Regions from separate parts of the Sus scrofa genome. Here regions 1, 2, 3, 4, 5 and 7 are each linked to region 6. Evidence: chromatin contacts called from public Hi-C, HiChIP or PLAC-seq and promoter capture Hi-C data. All regions are on one chromosome and are shown on one strand. Each heading gives the region's core, a stretch centred on a gene start, on an enhancer-like site or on the middle of the called end of the contact. The rest is flanking DNA. Distances are from core to core; before and after follow the strand shown. Region 1 holds the start of LIMK2 (LIM domain kinase 2). Region 2 holds the start of RNF185 (E3 ubiquitin-protein ligase RNF185). Region 3 holds the start of SELENOM (selenoprotein M). Region 4 holds the start of SMTN (smoothelin). Region 5 holds the start of MORC2 (MORC family CW-type zinc finger protein 2). Region 6 holds the start of SLC35E4 (solute carrier family 35 member E4). Region 7 holds the start of PLA2G3 (group 3 secretory phospholipase A2).

Region 1 (2,700 bases), core at 28-2,527, 470 kb after region 6:
AATACTGCTCCTTTTTGCTAGCCATGAGGTGGCTTGTCAGGAGAGTCCTCTGGATCCCCGTCACTTTAATTCAATACATAGTCTCATCATTACTGTAGTCAGAGCAGAAATTTCCTCAGAAACTAAAGCCAACTGCTGAAGAGGATTCCTAGGACCTAAGGAAAGCCAGGTACATCACCTCCACCACCCCTCAGCACTTTCCTCACACTCAGGACCTCAGGAGCTACCTACTACACCCAGAGGAGAAAAATCTGACCTGCATCTAGTTTGGACTACAGGATCAGGGCAGGAAGGGAGAATTATGCTCACCTTTGCTTACTCGAGTGCTGGTTGAATTTTGTCCTTGGTAGGAGTGTCATCCATTTCCTCAGGCCCCATCCCTGTCCCTTCCTGGTCATTTGTATGTTTTTCTCATGACCTAAATCTGATCTAAAGAAATGGCAGTTTCCAAAGACCCAGCACAGGAGAATCTGATGGGAGGGACCAGCTGATATGACAGACCCTTCGTCACACAGAGGACCTCAGTCCCCACCCAAACCCAGTGAGGGAAGTGGTTCTCAAAGCCCCTCAGCCAGCTAACAGCTGCCAGAGACCAGTCTGCTGTCCCAAGGCCTAGTCTAGTGCTCTCTTCTTTATAGTCCAAAGGGCAAATCCAGTTCACAGGTATATTTCCTTTGACCTACATGGCATTTTTAGAATTTGAATGTTAGCAACATTAAAAAAAAAGGGGGGGGGAATTGCACCTAAATACCTGGATTTTTGACTTGTCTTGAAAAATTGGAAGACCTGGTGTTCTGGGCTCATTTGTATAACCTACTTGACCGCTGAGTGTCAGCTTGCTCCTAGTGGCACAAACAAGTGGCTTCTCTGAGCTGGAAGCTTCTAAGAAAAGCCCACCCCCAACCCCCCAAAGGTATTTGTGGGGTAAACCTGGTTTCACCATGTTCATATTTTTGATGCCAAATACTCTACTGGAGAGAGCTTTCGACTGGGAGTGAAGAGCCTGCCTTCCCAGCCCAGCCCAGCCCCCAATGAGCTAAGCCATTCTGAGCTAGTCAAAACTTGTCCCCTCTGGTCCTCAGCCGTCCTCATCTGTAAAATGGGCTGAGGGTCCTCTGTGTTGAGATCTCCACCCTGCGCAGCGTCTGCGCAGCCTCGTCAGCTCAGGCACCAACCGAGGACGCCGTTCGCGCTAGGGGGCACCAGAGCCGCCAAAGAGTCCGACCGGTGGGCGGGCCAGGGTCCCGGGGCGGGGCCTTGCGTCTGTTGGGCGGGGCGTCGGCGGGCGGGGCCCCGGTGCCAGGTGCGGTTTGGTCCTCCCCGGGCGCCGTAGGCGGCGCATCCCTCGCGCCCGGGGCTGAGATCCTCCCGCGCCTGAGGCAGCGGTGGCAGCTGAGCGGAGCTGCAGTGGCCCCAGCCTCCTCCCCATTTCCGCGCCTCCGGGACCATGGCGGCGCAGGCGGGTAAGGAAGGGCCAAGCAGTCCTGTCCCGGGCCCGGGGCGCCTGAGGGGAGCTGGCGGCCCCTCGGGGGTTTCGGGCTGAGTGGACCCGGGGCGGGGGTGGCCCCGGCTCCTTAAAGGAAGAATTTGGGAGTGGTGAGCACCGCGCTTCCCGAAGACTGGGAAGTTGTGGAGGGAGGGCGGGGCGGCTTGGGCGACTTCCCGTGAGTTGAGGTCCCTGGGAGGAAGGGATGCTGGCGGCATCTTTTTTTGTGGACTTGGCGACCGAAAGTCTTCAAAACTCTTTCTAAAGAAGCTGAAGGATCCGGATTCCCTAGAGGGTTTGGGGAGTGTGAGGAGCACGGGGTCCTCAAAGTTGGGAGCACTTCTGAGAGGATGGAGCGTATACCTCGGGTTCTGGATTTTCTGTGGAAAATTGAGGAGTTTGACTCCCGTCACGGGATCCGAGGCTTCTGGCGGGTGTCTCGGTGCCTGCGGCCCCCTGGGTCTTGGGTTCTCTGCGAGAAAAGGGCAGTGTGGGCTCCCTTGGGTTTTGGGACACGACCTGGGGGGAGAGAGAAAGTGGAGCATTATTCCTGGGGAAGGTAGGCTCCCCAGGGGCTCGGGCCCTCTTGGTCCCTCTGACACAGGAGAGGAATGTGGCCAAACACCTCCTGGAAAGAAGAGCTTATGAGGGTGAAGGGTAGCTTCAGTGTTAGGTTGGCTGTGCCTGCGGTCCCCTCCCAGTCACTCACACCACCCTGCAGCTTCCTGCCCTCCTGGCCTGTCTCCCTGCACCAGGGACTTTCTGTTTCCCAGCCACCTGTGTGGGTGGCCTAGCCTTTAGGTCGACCAGGGTCAGCGTCCAGAAGCTTTCTAGAGCTGGCAGGAGGGAATAGTGGAGGAGGGAGGCTGTCCTGGAAATCTGCCCCCGCTTCCTGGCTTTCAGCCTGTGGACAGTCACTTCCTCCATCCTGAATACAAGGACCAGGCCACCAGTGGGTCACTTCCTCACCATGGGAGTATGGGATTTTCTCCTCATTCTTGATAATAGGCTTCTGGAGAAGGAGGGCTAGGGGTAGGAATACTCCCTGTCCCTTCCTCTTTGTTTTTCTGTTTTTGTTTTTGTTTTTTAGCTTCCAGAGTTCTTTAGCTCAAGTGATCTCCATTGGTTTTTTCCTAACCTCTGTAGCATAGGTTTCCTGTTCTGAACCTTGAATCTCAGAAACTTGTGAAAGATCTTAGAGTGCAGTAGTGTTT
Region 2 (2,700 bases), core at 129-2,628, 430 kb after region 6:
ACTCATTTGAAATTAAAAAAGAAATTAAGTTAGAGATATTGTGTCTGTTTTTTTGGTAATTTTTATTTAAAAAGTTTATGGCCAGGGATTGAACCTGAGCCACAGCTGTGACTTACGCTGCAGCCGTAGCAACACCAGATCCTTAACCCACTGTACTGGGCCGGGAATTGAACCTGCGTCTCAGGGCTCCCAAGATGCTGCCGATCCCATTGTGCCACAGCAGGAACTCCCTAGAGACATTGTGTTACCCCTAAATACTTCAGTGAATATTTCCTAAGAACAAGGAAGTACTCTTACCATAACCACAATACAATGATCAAATGTAGAAATTTTAACATTGATACAATATGTAGTCACAGCTAAACCATGATCCAAATTCCAATTTTGTCTTTTGTCCCAATATTGTCCATTAAACCTATTCTGCCTCTCCTTATGCTAGTCCAGGATCCAATTTACAATCATATATCTCATTTTGTTGTCATGCCTCTTTAATCTCCTTTAAACCAGAACAGTTCCTCAGTCTTTCTCTGTTTTTTTCATGATGCTGACAATTATTTTGTATACTGTTCTCCATCTGGACTATGTCATGCTTCCTCATGAAACAAAACATGGGTTACTCATTTTTTTTGGCTGCACCCTACAACTTGTGGAAGTTCCTGGACCAAGATGGAACCTGAGTCAGAGAATCGACCCAAGCTGCTGCAGTGACAATACTGGATCCTTAACCTGCTGTACCACAAGGGAATTCTGAGTTATGCATTTTTGTCTAAAATACCACAGGAGAGATGCTGTCTCTTTCTCAGTGCATCTTACTAAGAGGCACATGCTCTTTACTTGATCTACAACTGGTGATATTAACTTACTGTTCTGTGAGATTATATGTAAAACTACTATTTTCCCTTTGTAATCAAAAAGGAATTTATAGGAGACATTTTGCTGTGTAAATATTCTCTTCCTCTAGTTTTACCATCCATTATTGATTTTCTAACTCCATCATATTTGTTATTTTGCTTCTACTAAAAGGCATAATTTCCCCTTCTCCCCCATTTATTCAATCACTTTTATACCAGTAAAGACTCATGGGTTACCATTTTATTCAATTAGTTAAATCTGTTACTATCAAGTATTTTGATTCTCAAATTGCGACGATTTGGCCATGGGATCTCTTTCAAGTTAGCTCCTGTATCCTCTGACGTATTCTCATCATCCTTACATTCTGGTGCAACAAAACTGTTTGAAACTTGTCTGTACTTTCCCTACACAGACCTAGGCTTTCTGAAAAGCTGGCAAGTGACCCCTACGCTTTTCTGCTTCCTGCCGGCAGGCGGAACCTTAGAGTCCAGGATCTGGGCGGGAGAACAGCGCAGCGGACCAACCTTTTCCGGTTGTGGACGGAAGTCCCTTGGAAAGCTGCGGCTCTGCGTCAGCTGACCAGAGTCCGCGTAGGAGGGACCCGAGGTCCGGCGGGACGGACTATCCCAGCGGAGAGACTGGCTGGGCGGCCGACGGAAGGACAAACTGGAGTGGCCTCGGCGGTGTTAGCTGAGCAGAGGCAGGTACTTGAGAGGCTGGGTTGGCAGCTAGGGGCCGTCCAGGTTGAGGGACGCGGGCGAGGGACCGGGTTCCGCCTTCACCAGGCCCATGGGCGGCAACACCTGAGCCCAGGAACGCAGAGGCAACAAGCTGGCTCTGTTCCGGGCCCTCCGCCCCAGGGGAAGGTCAGGCTTGTGTTGTGGTCTTTCGTCCAGTGATTACAATTTGGGGAATCTAAGGCTCCAAGAAGAGGAAAGGCTGCCAGAAGCTCTCCTAACTTCGAGAACTCAGGGACTCTCTCTAACTCTCTGACTCCCATTCGAGGCCGCCTCTTTCTTGTAAAGGTGCTTTTAATGAGTTTGTCCCCAGTGGAGAGGCCGAGGCCGGTAAGCGGGATGAATAGAGTTGGGCTTGGGAGAAAGAGACCCAGGTTTGAGGCTTCACCACTGACATACATTTGTGTGACTGGGTCTTTACCTGTGCCAGGTCTCAGTTTCTTTTCTAAAACAGGGCCCTGTTTCTCTAAATATGGTTCCCACAGCCTCTGGAGTGCATACTCTACAATGCAGGACTCTTGAGACCTCTTATTTAGAATTTGGGTCCGAACTGGGGAAACTATAGTTTGAATGTTTGCTTTGGGGGACCTGTGCATACTGATGTTTGAAGCCCACTGATTTTTTTTTCTTTTTTAACTAGGATATAGTTGACTTACACAGTTGTGCTAATTTCAGGCATACAGCACAGTAAATCGTTATACATATACCCATTCCTTTTCAGATTCTTTTCCCATATAGGTCATTACACAATATTGAGTAAATTTTCCTGTGCTGTGCAGTAGGTCGTGTTACCCATCTATTTTATATATAGGAGTGTGTATGTATCAATCCCAGCCCCCTAATTCATCCCTCCTCTCCCCATGTTTCCCCTTTGTTAACATAAATTTGGTTTCAAAATCTTTGTGAAGCCCACTGATCTTAAGTGCTTTCCTTCTGTGAGTACTAGATATCTAGTCTTTGCTCTGAGGCAGCTGGAACTTGTTCAGGATCTTGGGGGGGGGGGGAAGGAGGAGGGAAACAGACCAGAAAAGACAGCAGTGGAATGGACCAGACATTATAATGGTGAAGAGAGCTTCTACCTCATCTTTGATGTTAAAAGAGGCAGAAACGA
Region 3 (2,700 bases), core at 58-2,557, 390 kb after region 6:
ATCAGGAGCCCTCACATCTACACGCAACCCTAATTTTACCCTCATCCCCCAGCTCAGCTTTGGGTTGGGCTATGGATTACTCCCTGAATAGCAGTTCCAAGGTGTGGAGATGAGGCCTCTTGTGGGCAGAAGGGAGAACTCCGTACAGATGGGGAAGCTGAGACGTAATGACACCAGAGGAAAAAGGAGTAAGGCCAGAGACCCGAAGAGCACTTAGCAGCAGACTTAGGGCTCTTGCCTGTACATCTTACTGACTGCTGACCCACTCCTGATGCCCAAGAGAAATGAGCACCCTTTTCCCCTCAGGCAGTAGAGAACTGGGTCTTTAGCCCCTAGAACCTCTGGGTGGAGGCAGACCAGAAGGAAACAGCTCTGTCCTGGGGGCCTCATTAGAGACACCTGCCATCTGCTCCTTACCTCACCCCATGAGGAGCTGGCCCTCCGTCGCCTGCGGCCCAGCCCTACAGACCATCTGGTCTCTTCCCCAATAAGGGGGGAGGGGTGGACCCCTCCCTGTACTCCCTGATGTGGAGCTTCCTTCTAGCAGGAGTCCATACCGCAGGGCTACCTATTCTAGTCCTCCCTCCTCCTCCCCATCTTTTTTCAGAGAGAAAACTAAGGCCTAGAGAGGGTCTGTGATGATCCACGTCACACAACCCAACAGGGACTTTGGCAGGAGAGGGTGGGGGAACACTTCACAGTAAGTGTTTAAAGGAAATTCCCAGCCTCCTTTCCTGGGTTTTGCATGGGGGGCGGAGTGGGAATGGGGGCTTAGGCTCCCATAAGGTCTTCCCTCCCCCAGGCAAAGGGAGAGAGACCAACCGGAACTGGAGTGGGGATGAATTCCAGGAAAAAGAGGAGTGATGGGGGATGGGAAATTGGACTCGTCTGGGAGTCATAGGGCCAGAGAAGTTAGGGGACAGGTCCAATGTGTCTGGGGCCCATGTCAGGCCTGATGGGGAACTAAGGAGGGGTTCAGATTTCCAGGCCACAAGATCAGGGGTGTTCCAGGCTTCCATGAATGGTGCTGGGGGGTTCTAAGGCTGGGAAGCGGGAGCGACAGTCCCGGGCGCCGAGGAAGACGTGGGAGTCGGGAGGGTCCTGGGGCCAGAAGAGTTAGCGATTCCAACGCTGAGGACCCGCAAGGTTGGGGGCGGTGATTTCTGGGCTGGGGGCCGGAGCACTCACCTCTACCCGGGCTCGGGCCAGGCCTTGTAGACGGTTCCAGTCGGGCCGGAAGGTGGTGGTGGCTGCCGCGAGTGCCGCGAGGAGCAGCAGCAGGGGCAGCGAAAGCGGCGGGAGGTGCATTGAAAGCCGGCCGGAGGTGATCCGAAAACTAGAGGTGAACCGCCCGGCCACAGCGCCACGTCTGGGCCCTCGGGCTGGCCGGGTCCCCGCTGGAGGTCCCGCCCCGCTAGGGACCACGCCCCCAGCTCTCGGTCTCCGCCCCAGGGCCTGCACAGCGGCCGCCTGGGCGCTGCCGGCAGGGTTTGAGCTCCTCGGCCCTTTGCTTTCCCAGTCCCAAGAGTGTCCACCCTCCCTCTGCTGACCGAGAGCGTGGACTCTCCAACAGGATGGGGCCAGGCAATGCCCCCTCACGCCGGCAGGGGGCGCGGGCGAGATGCGGATAGAGACCGAGTTTCTGGGCCAGACACTCGACTTGAAGATGGGGAAACTGAGGCCTGGGGAATCCTCATCTTTGTCTTTTATTTCTCTGGATGAAATTCCGATCTACGTTTCCATTCCCTGGAGCACACGTTGCGGCAATGGAATATTACGCCGTACACTAGGGACTGGGAGAATAAAAGGGTTAATACACATTAGAAAACTCTTTAGAATAATGCCTGTCACAGTGCCTCAAAGAGGCCCTAGGAACTCTGTTTTACAAGTGAGGAAACAAACTTAGAAAGGTAAAACGACTAAGTAGTGGTTCTAGGATTTGAACCTCAAACATTCCTGTGTTCACCAAGCCCAAGATGACTAGGTCAGGGTGCTGCTTCCCTCTTCAAGCCTAAGACAGACACAGAACACTGATTGCAATGCTCTTTCTTTCTTTCTTTCTTTCTCAATGAATTTATCACACCTGCAGTTTTTTTTTTGTTTGTTTGTTTGTTTGTTTGTTTGCCATTTTTGGGGCCTCTCCCACAGTATATGGAGGTTCCCAGGCTAGGGGTCCAATCGGAGCTGTAGCCACCAGCCTACGCCAGAGCCACAGCAACTCGGGATCCGAGCCACGTCTGCAACCTACACCACAGCTCACAGCAACGCCAGATCCTTAACCCACTGAGCAAGGCCAGGGATCAAATCCGCAACCCCATGGTTCCTAGTCGGATTCGTTAACCACTGAGCAACAATGGGAACTCCTATCACACCTGTAGTTGTACAATGATCATCACAATTGCAATGCTCTTTCCCACTGAAACTAGCACTCATAATCCTTCTTAAGATCAGACCAAGGCTGCATCATGACGTTCATGGACCCTAGGCAGTTTTACCTTCCTGAGCCCCGTCCTCTACTTAAAAACAACACATGCACACAAAACTACTACAACCAACAAAAGACCACATATTAAAAATCTGCAGTTTATAGCCTCTTTAATAAAAAGATGAATCAGGAGTTCCCTGGTGGCTCAGGGGGTTAAGGATCCGGCATTGACTATGGTTCAGGTCACTGCCATGGTGCAGTTTCTATCCCTGGCC
Region 4 (2,779 bases), core at 31-2,530, 360 kb after region 6:
CCTCCTGTGTGACCTTAAGAAGTCTCTTCCCTTGCTTCACCATGGTTTTCTCATGTGTAAAACAGGACTACCTCCAGGACGCAGGGATGAAATAAGATATCACCCTTAAAAGAGTCTCAGGGTGGATACTGGCCCTCCCCCTGGATGGTGGTGAGGTGAGGTGGTGAGTGATCACAGAGAATCTGGACACAGGGTTGAGGGGCTCTGCTGGGGCAACATCCTGAAACGACTTCCTCCACAATCCCACATCATAAAGGTTAAAAGCACAGATTCTAAAATGAAAGGTGCTGGTATAAGTCACAGTTCCACAACCTATTAGTTGTTGTCCTTAACTGTTAAACGGGACAGTTGATAATCCATATATGTGTGTGTACACACCTGGAACATGGCAAGTATGAAATAAATTAGTTGATACTATTACTGTTATTATTTGATAGACAGGACTCCCAGGTTCCAACTCCCTTTGGTTTCCATGGACACCTGTGGGACGTGCCCTGACCTCTAGCACGGAGAATGAAGTGGTTTCCCCAGTGGATCTGAGCTCTTGGGTCCCCTGGCTGACTGCTTGTGCTGTCTTTGGCATGCTGCTCTCTCGGCCTCAATTTCCTCCATTTGTTGAATGAGATTCTGGACTCAATATTACCTATGTAAAACTCCAGCGAGGCAAGGGGCCAACCCCAAGGGTCTTGGAGGGGAGAAGCAGCAATGTAGTTGAGGTCAATGTCTGCTCATATTGTATGGTCTGGGGAAGGGGTGTTGTGTGGTTGATCCTGCTCCACTTGAGGTGGTCCCTGAGGTGCTCCAAAGAAGGGTCAAGTCCCTGATCTGAGAGGGTCCCGACCAGGTGTTCCAAAAGAAAACAGTCTAGGGACTGCGGCCAAGCCCTGCACTGACGCGAGGAGGAGGCGGAGTCAAGGGAGTGGACGGGGTCTCACGAACAAAGAGGAGGGCGGAGAGAGGCTGTCCTGAAGGCTCCGCAAATAGTACGATCCCAGACCACTTAACCCGGCTTTGGGTGCCCTCCCCGACTTTGGTTCAAAGCTGCGTCCTCCTGCCGACGCCCACCGGACCCGCCAAAACCGCGCTAGCAGTGTCCCCAAGACAGCAATCCTCTATAACTCAGGCCCTCGAGGGGCGGGCCCTCACTAGGGGCGTGACCGTCAAAATTGAATCTTTCCAATGGGGCAAGAGGGTGGGCGGGACCCTCCCGATGATTGGCTAGCGCTGCGGCGCGGGGCGGGGCCGGCAGGGCTGCTGGCGCGGCTGGACGGGCGGCGCTTGCAGAATCCCAGGGACGGTTGCTGAGCGGGTCTGGGATCCCGGTCGCGGCGCCTTCCGCCTGACCGCTCCTAGTCCATCTGTTGGATACCAAAAGACCTAACCTGAGCCCGCGCCGGACGGGCGGGCCGGGCTGAGAGGTGAGTGTACGGACCTTCGGGCAGGACCAAGACCCCCGCCAGGTCCGGGGGTGGAACCTGGATATGTGGATTCCCGGGGTTCTGGGACTCCCAGACCTGGGAGACCCCGCTTACACACGGGGTCTCTAAGCCATGGAATAAGGTTCTGAGACCGCGGGGAAGGACGTCCATGGGCCACCAGAAGGCTCCACGACCCCGAGGGGTGCAAGTCTTGGGGCCAGAAACCCTGGGGAAGCGCCCACATTCCCCCAAGTCTCCTCACAATCTTCGGGAACCCCATACTGGGACAGGGAGCCCTGGAACTGGAAAGGAACAGCGACAGGAATCCCTGGCGAGGAAGGGACTTCCTTGGGAGTCCTAGATTATGCATTAGGGACCCCTGCCCCTCAGAAGACTTAAGGGAACTCAAAGTGTCCACAGAACCTAAGCCAGGTGATTGCAGAGTGACGCTCTTGGGAGTTTACACCAGAGTAGGTAGAGAAGAGTTAAGGACCCCAGCAGAGGGAGGCTGCCACCTGTCCTAGCCCACAGGGATGGGAAAAGCAAGCAGTGACTTGAACAGGTAGGGTCTGATGAACCCCAACTGTGTGTACCAGGACCCCCCAAACCCGTTCACCGGATGAAGTGACTCGACCAGTGACTGTGACTGTTCTGGGGAGGGGGAAGAGATGACTGAGGGATGAATCAACAGGAACAGGGGCAATCCTGGGGCCATTTCAGTCACCATACATTAACTGAGCACCTACCATGTGTGTCAGGCTATGAGCTCTCAAATTCCAGAAAGACATTAGCGCTGCGGGAGGAAGGAAAGTGCTGCAGTGGGAGGGTGGGCCAGGATTTAGGGGGCCGTTTTGATAGGCAGTGGTAGGGCAAAAGGGAGTGTCCGGAGCCCCTGAAGGTACTTTGGAAGAGGACTTCAGAAGCTAGAGGTGACCAAGATTAAATCCATTCCCTCTCCTCTGGGTTTTTGGGATCCTCCTTCCCCCATGACAATTCTCTGGCCCTCTCCAGTCCTGTTTGCCTCATCCAGGAGCTGGACGGATCAGTTTCTGAAGGCTCTTCCAGCCGGGGAACTGAATCCTAAGTGTGTGAACTGGCAGGAGCTAGGTTCCTGGACACCTGGCTTCATGAGGTCAGGGCAGTTGGCATCAGGAGGAGGGCAGGAAGGGGAGGAGTGGAAGGGGATGTGCACAGAGGGCCGTCCTCAAGAATTGGAAGACTGAGTGTTACCACCAATGGCTTAAGTTACCAGAGGGAATGAGAGTGGCAAAGGCTGCAAGGGCTCAGAAAGGCTTAGCCTATAGCCAGAGGCAGAGCTTTTGAGGTGAGTAGAGGCTGAGCAGGCCCTGGGGATGGGTGGC
Region 5 (2,769 bases), core at 3-2,502, 280 kb after region 6:
TGCGCCCCTCCCCCACTTCCCTCAGACAGCGGCCTCAGCCTCTCAGGCGCTCGGTCCCGTGTTCTCCTCCTCACATAGAGAAGATAGTCCCAGCTTTCAAGGCCCGGATTGAGGGCAGTGACGAGTACACTACCCGAGCGGGCGTTGCCCTGCGCTCACAGCTGCAGCTGCCTTTGTCCCTCCCCACGGAATTGGAACCCAACAACCGCAGCGCGCTCTTGGAACCATGTGCTGCCTCCGCCTCCGCCGCTGCCGCCACCGCCGCCGCGAGACCACAGCCCGCACTGCGCTGGATGATATGGTGACCGGACTCAACACCACAAAATTCGGCGTCTAGGTCTCCTCCGCCGCTGCTATCGCTGGCGTCTCTGCCACCTCAGCCAGCGCTTTGTCTCCGCTAGTGCACACAGCCCGGGCCGCCTCGCGCACTCCCCGACGCCCCAAGCCCCCGAGGCCTCCGCGGCGTATTCGGCCAATCACAGAGCCGCAGATCCTCCCGCCCCCGCTCTGATGCGACGCCTTCTGATTGGTAGGTAGCGTGTCTCCACGTGACCGGATCTTGTTAGCTGGGCCCTCCCCTGTCACGTGAGTGAGCGCGCCTCTCTTCCTGCTTTCTTGACCCTCTCCGCCATTTAAAGAAACAGTACCGGGGGCGGGCCGAGCGACGCAGCCGGGACGGCAGCTGCGGCGCGGACCGGAGGAGCCATCTTGTCTCGTCGCCGGGGAGTCAGGCCCCTAACTCGAAGAAGCCCTGGCGCGCCCTCCCCCCCTCCCCGGTCTGGTAGGGCGAAGGAGCGGGCGCGCGGTCGATCGAGCGATCGGTTGGCGGCTCTTTCTCCTGCTCTGGCATCCAGCTCTTGGGGCGCAGGCCCGGCCGCCACGGCGCGCGCCCGGTGGCCGTTGGCGTTCGCGCCGCGTCTTTCTTCTCGTACGCAGAACTCGGGCGGCGGCCTATGCGTTTGCTATCCGACGAGGAGTCGTCCGGGTGGTCGGCGGCGGCGGGCAGTTGCTCCGCCCCGCTCCTGGGGAGGCGGCGGCGGCGGCGGCGGCGGCGGCGGGATTTGGCACGGCCGGGGAAGCTGGGGTGGCCGGGGCCGGCCTGGAGGCCTGGCACCACCCTTCGGGGCCTGCAAGGACCCAATTGGGGGGACAGGAGGGAGCCGGGGGATGGTTGGTGGTGGGCTTTCTACTTTGTCTTTTCCTCCTTATGCCGCCTTAGTGAGGGGCGGGAGCGCTGGAGGCCGCTCCGGGGTGGAGAGACAAGCTCCGGAGTCGGAAGAGCTGGGTTTGCTTCCGGGCCTAACCACCAGCTGGCCGAGTGACCTTAGGCAAGTCACTCTGTAATTTATCTGCGCCTCAGTTTCCTCCTTCTCCATCAATGTTTGTGGGATTGAAAGCGCTTTGTAAACTGTAAAGCGTCGCTGTATGTAAGGGATGATTATTGTTCGTAATGGCTTGGTTTTTTGTTTTTTGGTTTTTTTTTTTTGGAGTTGTAAGAAAACTTAGAAATTGCCCAATCCTTGGATTTTGAACCTGGAAACCTTGGATTGGAGGTGGAGATCCCCAAACTCCTTGAAATTGTATGCAGAAATTAGGGGGAATGTGCATTTTAGAGAATGAGAAGCCATCGCCAGCAAGTTTTCATTGGGGGCTGTGACCCAGAAGAATTAAGAACCACATTTCCTTTGTCACAAGGAGGAAACTGAGGCCAGATGTCATTTGGGACCCTTCACAACCAATTCGAAGCCCCTGTTTGAATCCCTGAGATATGTGAGCTGTTCTGTGCATAGTGGATATTCGTGGTAACAACACTCCACTTCTTGGCTTCTATTTTGAGTTCTTTCACCATGGGTTGCCTAAAGGGTGACTGATGCTTAAAGGTACAGTGGCACCCAGCATAAAGCAGCTAAAACTGGGCATGGATATGTTCTCTAGTATCAAGAAGCTTATTTAATCTTTGGCCCAACAACTTTTTTTTTTCTGGTGCCTGACTACCTTTCTGACTCTTCATTGACCATTTTCTATGACCATGGTTGCCATCCGTTACTTTCCCCTATTTTATATTCCTAGTCTGTGTGGTTGGTAGTGAGCAGGCTTATTTTTAAATGGTGCTGCCAAGTCCAACTAATTAATGGTGCAGGTGGATTTTTAGCAAGCTGGCTCACTAGAACAGACTGAACCAGGCATGGAATTCTTGAAAATGTTTGGGGGGTTGAGTCTTTATTAATTGAAGGTTAACGTTTTCTGAGAAGTTTTGTTAGAATTTTCTGCTGAACCTCAAAATCAGATTGAAAGTGTTTCAACCTTAAATTTTTTCTGGTCTGCTTTGTATTCTATTTGCTTGCAAGTGTGTTACTAAGATGGCCAAAATGCCAGTTTTTGCTTCTTTGTTAATTGTCAGCTGCTTTTATCAAATATCAGGCAGTTATCCAGCAAACACTATAGAAATGTTTGAACAGTTGGCTTTCAAACATTTTCATTTTGTGGAGTGGTGCTTACCATTGGTACAGCTCTAAGCAAGCAAACGCAAACACTTTTAAGTGTATTTTGTCTGTTAGGTGTTAGCCGGTTCTGCTATTTCATACAAATGTCTGGAAATCAATTGACTATTCCCTTTACCTAGAGGGCAGAGACAAATGATCTCAATTCCAGAGAAATGACTGTTTTGGAGAAAACTGTGTTGGTCTTTTAGCTCTTTTGTAATTAAATCTGGATGTACCTCAAAAGAATCTTAAGACTGGTGATAAAATGCTTTCCTCAGGAGAAAGG
Region 6 (2,700 bases), core at 127-2,626:
GCCCAGGCCTCTAGAGTGCTTATTCACTGTCCTTCCTTAATCTCAGCCCAGGGCACTTTACTGGGGGAATCAGGACCTGCCCTCCTTTGAAGCGTGGGGGCTTAAGAGGTCTATGGCTTACCTCAGGTCACTCAGTCCACCAATTCAAGGGCAGCCAAAGGCAGTGAGGAGATGGAAGTTGGGGCTCAGGCCTTCTCCTGAGTATGGCCCTAGCAGTGACTATGTCACCTTCCAGTTCAGTTCCCCAGGCCCGCTATTTTCTCAGCCTGAGTCCTGAAGCCTGGGGATGGGTCTGACTGGCATAGGCCATCTCCTGACACTGGGTCAGATGTCCAGTCTGGCTCAGTCAGCAGGAACCAAGAAGGGGTATGGATGAGAGGACAGCTGCATCCTCAGTAAGAGTCTGATAAGCAAAGGCCCTCCCTGGGGTTGGGGACCAGGTTTGTTTCTGACCTGCATTTAGATCCGTGTGACTCCATCCAAACTGCGTTCCCCCTCACAGCCTAACTCACAGCTTGGTGGGGGTGGTTGGTTTACAGATGGGGAGACTGAGGCCCCCGCAGTCAAGTGATTTGTCTAGGAACATGCAATGGGGGTGGTTGGTTTACAGATGGGGAGACTGAGGCCCCCGCAGTCAAGTGATTTGTCTAGGAACATGCAATGACAAGAGAGCCCCATCCTACAGCCTCTGTAGCCCACTTGCTGGAAATGGGTTCTTCCTCTCTCCCAGTGCCTCCTGAAGGTGGAGACCCTTCCCAAATCACCTGCTTCCTGTGGGGGGGGGGGTGAAGTGGGGGCGGAGACAGTCAGATCTGAGGGATTTGGGAGCCTGTGGCAGGGCCAGGCTACTGGGAGCTGCTCTGGGCTTTTAGGTGGACCCCAGGGGATGTGAAGGAGCCCCTGCTTCCCTCCATGAAGCTGGGCACCTGCCTCCGTCCCCAGTCTCCCACAATAGCCTGTGGAGAGCTTTACTGCCTGAAGGTCAAGGCAGGTTAAAAACTGGAGCTCTCCAGCCAGACAGACTAAGTCTGAATCCCCCACTGTGCTTTGTGGCAGTCTTGGAGGAGGTATAGACACTGCCTACCACTCCCCACTAACTCAGCTCTGAGAAGATCAGGGGGTTATTTATTATGTTTTTTTATTTTTATTTTTATTTTATTTTTTTGTCTTTTTGCCTTTTCTAGGGCTGCACCCATGGCATATGGAAGTTCCCAGGCTAGGGGTCTAATCAGAGCTGTAACCACCAGCCTACACCAGAGCCACAGCAACACGGGATCCGAGCCTCATCTGCAACCTACACCACAGCTCACAGCAAGGCTGGATCCTTAACCCACTGAGCAAGGCCAGGGATTGAACCTGCAACCTCATGGTTCCTAGTCGGATTCGTTAATCACTGAGCCACGATGGGAACTCCAAGTTTTATTTTTTTAATTAAAGCTTACTGGAAACTGACAAAATCTTAAAAAGAATATAACCCTTAGGGGCCCTAGTTCCTCCTCTTCAGGAAATGTGGGGCGAGGTGGGCTGCCCCTTGACTGGCTCAGTTTCCCTCCCACAACCCCTCCTGGAGAAACGCTGTTTAAATAAACACCTATATATTTTGGTCCTTCGCTTGGAAATCTCCTGCCCTACAATTCGTAGTATTCAGCAGTGATTTGAAGGCTCCTATAGGTATTAGAATCATCAGAGGCAAATGAAGAAAAAAAAAAAAAGCACACTCCTGGGCCCACCAGATGGCATGTGATTCAGCAGGTCTGAATCAGCAGTGAGGCTGGGGATTTTAATTCCAGCCCAAGGATCATGATGGGGATTAGGGAACACTTGCAGTAATTCTCTGTTCTGGCCACCAGAGGGTGCCAGGGACCGTGTTAAGGGTCTCCCTTTGAGGTCTTGTTCCTCTAGACAGGTTGCCTTCATCAAGGACTTGCTGGTCAAACAGGCTAGGGGTGAACAGTATCCCAGCTGGCAGGAGCTCCCACAGAAGGAAACCGGGCATCAGAAAAGAGGCTCACAGCGGGCACTGGGCACTTGTGATTCTTGCATATCTGACTCTAGAGCTAAGAGAGGCCAGGGCTCAGCCTGGAATTCCTATCAGCCTGTCCTGTTTTGGGGTGTGCTGTTTACCCAAACCTCAGCTCTGAGACTAACCGTCCATTCTGATGGAAAAGCCAAGACTCAGGCAGGGGCAAAGGCTTAATGGCAGCTGCTCTGGCTCCCAGCCCACCTGGGGCTCATGTCCTGCCAGGAATGGGGACAGAGAATGGACACTAGGAAGTCCAGCTGTGAACCAGCCTCCAGTGCCCAGGAGATGGGACAGGGCCTGCTGGCCAGGGATAGATGCTGGCTGGCGGGGCCCTGCTTCCGCAGCTGTGGGTGGCCTTGGTGAGTCAGCTTTCCTCTGCCTGCCTAGAGGGGGCCCGCCCTGGGCTGGGAGAGGGAGGTGTTCGGATTAGGGAGGGGCATTAAGGTGCCCCGGTGGTCCAGCTCTTCTGGATGCTGAGGTCCCACGGGATATAACTGTGGCCCCGAGGCCCATCTTCGAAGGAGGTCTCCCGGGGTGGGTGTCCTTGAAGATGGAATCTCTGGAGAGGCTAGGGCTCTTTATCAGGCTCCCTCAGAAAGATACCCCGTGGTCTCCTGCTCTGTGTTCGTCTCTAAGAGGCTTGCCACGGCACTAGGTGGGGAGAGGCCTGATCCCCC
Region 7 (2,700 bases), core at 127-2,626, 410 kb after region 6:
GCTCTGACACAGATGCCCTGGATACCCTTAGGCCTCCTTCTATGGGACCCTCAATTTCAAAACCCAGAGAGAACACGCAGGCGCAGCCATGCCAGGTGACCTTGCCCATGGAAAGATCTTCCTCAGGAGAACTGGTGTCTGCATTCTTGGGCTCACACCCCAAATAAAACTCCAAAGTTATGAATGTGTGTGGAATGGAATGGCAAACAGCAGGGTGCAACCTCACTAGCATGGTGAGGCATTGTTAGGATGCCAACCTGCTCCAACTCAAGTGCCAGTTTCTCCCCCCACCCTCAGTCCTCCACGTACACAGTCAGCTGTACCAAGGGTGAAAAAAAGCCAGGAGTGTTTTTCATCATCTGAGCCATAAAGCCCTTTACTGAGCATCTCCCAAATGCCTGGCGCTTTCCACACCCAGATGCACCGCAGCCCCAGCAGTGAGGTGTCACTGTTATAGTACAGATGAGAAAACAGGTTCGGAGCGGGAAGCTGACTTGTTCAGCCTGGATGAGCTGAGCTGGGGTTTGAACCCGGGCCTTTGTGTCTCAGCGTCCACTCCACTGGGCCTCCTCTTGGGTAATGGCTTTTGGCTCAGCCCGCTCTGGATCCACCTAGCCAGCCCCCTCCCTTGATCGTGATTAACAAGGACTCCCCGGTGTAAGTGGGAAACGCTCCCATCTCTAACCTCACTTGAGCATCCCGTGATGAGCATTGTGCTCATGTCATCGTACAAATAAGGAAATTGAGGTTCAGAGTGGCTAAGTCACTCTCGTAGGATGCACAGCCTGGAAGAGTGGGTGCTGGGGCCAAAGTCTGCACTTCTTCCCCACCCACTCCCCCAAGTCCACACCCCCATGGCTCACCCAGCTCAGATGAGTTCCCAGCAGAGTCCCCAACTCCACACCACAGGGTGCCAGGCACGGTCCAGCCTCTCTTCACCCACTGGCGCCCTATGCCAGGCACTCCATTCTGCCCTGCTGCTCGCTTCTCCCTGGTCCCTGCTGGGCTCTCAGCAGGCCCTCGGCAGGCCTCCCACTGACTCTGAAGGGTGGCCAGGGCTCTCTGCAGTTCAGGTCCAGGGGTGTGGATAAAGGAGCCCCGGGTGATCTCACCAGCACAGAGGGCGCCATAGGCTGCAGTGAGCTCTGGCTCATCCTGCCGGCTGCACACCTGCAGCCTCCCGTGCCCATCCCAGTGGGCGTGGAACAGAGCCAGTCCTTGGGCATCCTTGCCCAGGAAGCTAAGGGACCTCAAGGGTCTTCCAGGGATAGGTCTGGCCAAGTGGCAGGAGGTGCTGTCCCAGTGGAGGGCAGGGGAGCCCCCCAAAGTCCTCCCCAGGAAGCTCAGCACTCCTAACAGCACCACCAGAACCCCCATTCCGCCCTGGCCCAGCCCAGTCAGACAAAGCCCCCAGGAAGCCTACTTCTGGTGGGCCCACGAGGCAGCAGCTCCAGCAGCTGAGCGGAAGCAGTGCCCAGCAGACCCGGTGCTTCGGGGCCAATGAATGGAGCTTTGGGAGGAGTAGGAAGGAGGCTGGAGTATGGGGTGATCTGGGGCTTGTAACTGAATCCACCGGCTGGGCAGCCCGCTGATTGGCTGAGGAGTGCACTTGCCGGGGCCCACGCCCCCACTCAGCCGGCCTTTTTCCACGCCTTCCAGTCACCTGCCGCCAGCGCCCCCGGGATGGGGCCATTAGAAGCCCAAGCCCGTGGCCCTGGGGGTGGAGTCCAGGAGGGGATCTGTATCTCTCTGCGGAGGGGAGAGGGTGTGGGGGCTCTGAGGGGCCTCTCAGAACTGGTCCTCATCCCCCGACCCTGGAGATGGCTGCCACACCTACCTCCTCGAAGCTGGCAGAGGGCCCCGGGCCCTGGCAAATCTGGGTAAAGGAGGTGCTGGCAGGGCTGGGGCTCTTTGGCCACTCCCCCTGGGAGCTCTGAGGCTTCTGGGAAAGGGAGTGTCCATCCCCTGGCCACTTGGGGTGCTCTCCCTGCCCAGACCTTCTGAGAAAGGCACCTAGCATATTCAGAGGACAGTGGCCCAGGGCTCCCACTTCCTGGGACTCCAAGCACCGACCTGGCCCAGCAGCAGCCCTCTTGGTCTAACACATGGTGGAGACACAGCCAGAGCAGACCTTGAAAGCAACAAGAGGCTGGTCTGGTGCTCTGTGCTTAAAGGGACTACAGGGACTACAGTCCCCAGAGGAGCCAATGTGTCCTGGGTGGGGGGTGGGGTGGCTGGGTCTGCAGTCACCTCCATTCCTGGACTGGAGTTATCTGGGGGACACAGCAGGCATCATGTGTCCCTCAAGAGACAGGGTGGTCTCTCCACTGGGGAGGAGTTACACCAGGGCATATGTTCCTGTGTCTCAAAGCTGATGTTTGATTCAACTTCCAACCATCTGGGGAAGCCAGGAATTTATAACCCAAGTGCAGATGAAGAAACTGAGGATCAGGAGTTCCCATCGTAGCTCAGTGGTTAACGAATCCGGCTAGGAACCATGGGGTTGTGGGTTTGATCCCTGGCCTTGCTCAGTGGGTTAAGGATCTGGCATTGCTGTGAGCTGTGGTGTAGGTTGCAGATGCGGCTCGGATCCCTCGTTGCTGTGGCTCTGGCGTAGGCCGGTGGCTACAGCTCTGATTGGACCCCTAGTCTGGGAACCTCCATATGCCGCGGGAGCGGCCCAAGAAATAGCAAAAAGAC

Evidence for each region. Promoter capture Hi-C pulls out the DNA fragments that hold promoters and counts their contacts. Hi-C and Micro-C count contacts between places; a contact is called where the count stands out from the background. HiChIP or PLAC-seq counts read pairs in DNA pulled down with a chosen protein or histone mark.
Region 1: a contact with region 6 is called in a promoter capture Hi-C map of fetal liver, with 6 times the contacts expected there. The contact joins the promoter of LIMK2 here to the promoter of SLC35E4 in region 6. A contact is called at or near these places in 1 of 5 promoter capture datasets (fetal liver), 2 of 47 Hi-C or Micro-C datasets (epiblast stem cells and liver) and 2 of 2 datasets of contacts at active chromatin or transcription factors (alveolar macrophages and skeletal muscle).
Region 2: a contact with region 6 is called in a promoter capture Hi-C map of liver, with 9 times the contacts expected there. The contact joins the promoter of RNF185 here to the promoter of SLC35E4 in region 6. A contact is called at or near these places in 3 of 5 promoter capture datasets (fetal liver, fetal skeletal muscle and liver), 22 of 47 Hi-C or Micro-C datasets (alveolar macrophages, blood, brain and 12 more) and 2 of 2 datasets of contacts at active chromatin or transcription factors (alveolar macrophages and skeletal muscle).
Region 3: a contact with region 6 is called in an H3K27ac HiChIP or PLAC-seq map of skeletal muscle. The contact joins the promoter of SELENOM here to the promoter of SLC35E4 in region 6. A contact is called at or near these places in 5 of 47 Hi-C or Micro-C datasets (blood, fetal liver, liver and 1 more) and 2 of 2 datasets of contacts at active chromatin or transcription factors (alveolar macrophages and skeletal muscle).
Region 4: a promoter capture Hi-C map of fetal liver shows a contact between it and region 6, with 11 times the contacts expected there. The contact joins the promoter of SMTN here to the promoter of SLC35E4 in region 6. A contact is called at or near these places in 2 of 5 promoter capture datasets (fetal liver and liver), 27 of 47 Hi-C or Micro-C datasets (alveolar macrophages, blood, brain and 15 more) and 2 of 2 datasets of contacts at active chromatin or transcription factors (alveolar macrophages and skeletal muscle).
Region 5: a contact with region 6 is called in a Hi-C map of liver, with 8 times the contacts expected there. The contact joins the promoter of MORC2 here to the promoter of SLC35E4 in region 6. A contact is called at or near these places in 2 of 5 promoter capture datasets (fetal liver and liver), 5 of 47 Hi-C or Micro-C datasets (embryonic fibroblasts, heart right ventricle, liver and 1 more) and 2 of 2 datasets of contacts at active chromatin or transcription factors (alveolar macrophages and skeletal muscle).
Region 7: a Hi-C map of fetal liver shows a contact between it and region 6, with 2.3 times the contacts expected there. The contact joins the promoter of PLA2G3 here to the promoter of SLC35E4 in region 6. A contact is called at or near these places in 1 of 5 promoter capture datasets (fetal liver), 13 of 47 Hi-C or Micro-C datasets (alveolar macrophages, blood, embryonic fibroblasts and 10 more) and 2 of 2 datasets of contacts at active chromatin or transcription factors (alveolar macrophages and skeletal muscle).

What each region holds. Positions count from the first base shown.
Region 1 is chr14:47,982,707-47,985,406 of Sscrofa11.1, forward strand. It overlaps LIMK2 (LIM domain kinase 2), which reads left to right and starts at 1,278. Exons shown (of 16, transcript XM_005670864.3): 1 at 1,278-1,463. The coding sequence starts at 1,448.
Region 2 is chr14:47,944,992-47,947,691 of Sscrofa11.1, forward strand. RNF185 (E3 ubiquitin-protein ligase RNF185) reads left to right here and starts at 1,379. Exons shown (of 7, transcript XM_005670859.3): 1 at 1,379-1,552.
Region 3 is chr14:47,904,043-47,906,742 of Sscrofa11.1, forward strand. SELENOM (selenoprotein M) reads right to left here and starts at 1,308. Exons shown (of 5, transcript NM_001161648.1): 1 at 1,189-1,308. The coding sequence starts at 1,308.
Region 4 is chr14:47,878,037-47,880,815 of Sscrofa11.1, forward strand. It overlaps SMTN (smoothelin), which reads left to right and starts at 1,281. Exons shown (of 23, transcript NM_001244360.1): 1 at 1,281-1,418.
Region 5 is chr14:47,799,180-47,801,948 of Sscrofa11.1, forward strand. It overlaps MORC2 (MORC family CW-type zinc finger protein 2), which reads right to left and starts at 1,253. Exons shown (of 26, transcript XM_005670853.3): 1 at 1-1,253. It also overlaps LOC100525309.
Region 6 is chr14:47,517,226-47,519,925 of Sscrofa11.1, forward strand. SLC35E4 (solute carrier family 35 member E4) reads left to right here and starts at 1,377. Exons shown (of 4, transcript XM_021072952.1): 1 at 1,377-2,700.
Region 7 is chr14:47,926,933-47,929,632 of Sscrofa11.1, forward strand. It overlaps PLA2G3 (group 3 secretory phospholipase A2), which reads right to left and starts at 1,377. Exons shown (of 7, transcript XM_003132975.4): 1 at 864-1,377. The coding sequence starts at 1,377.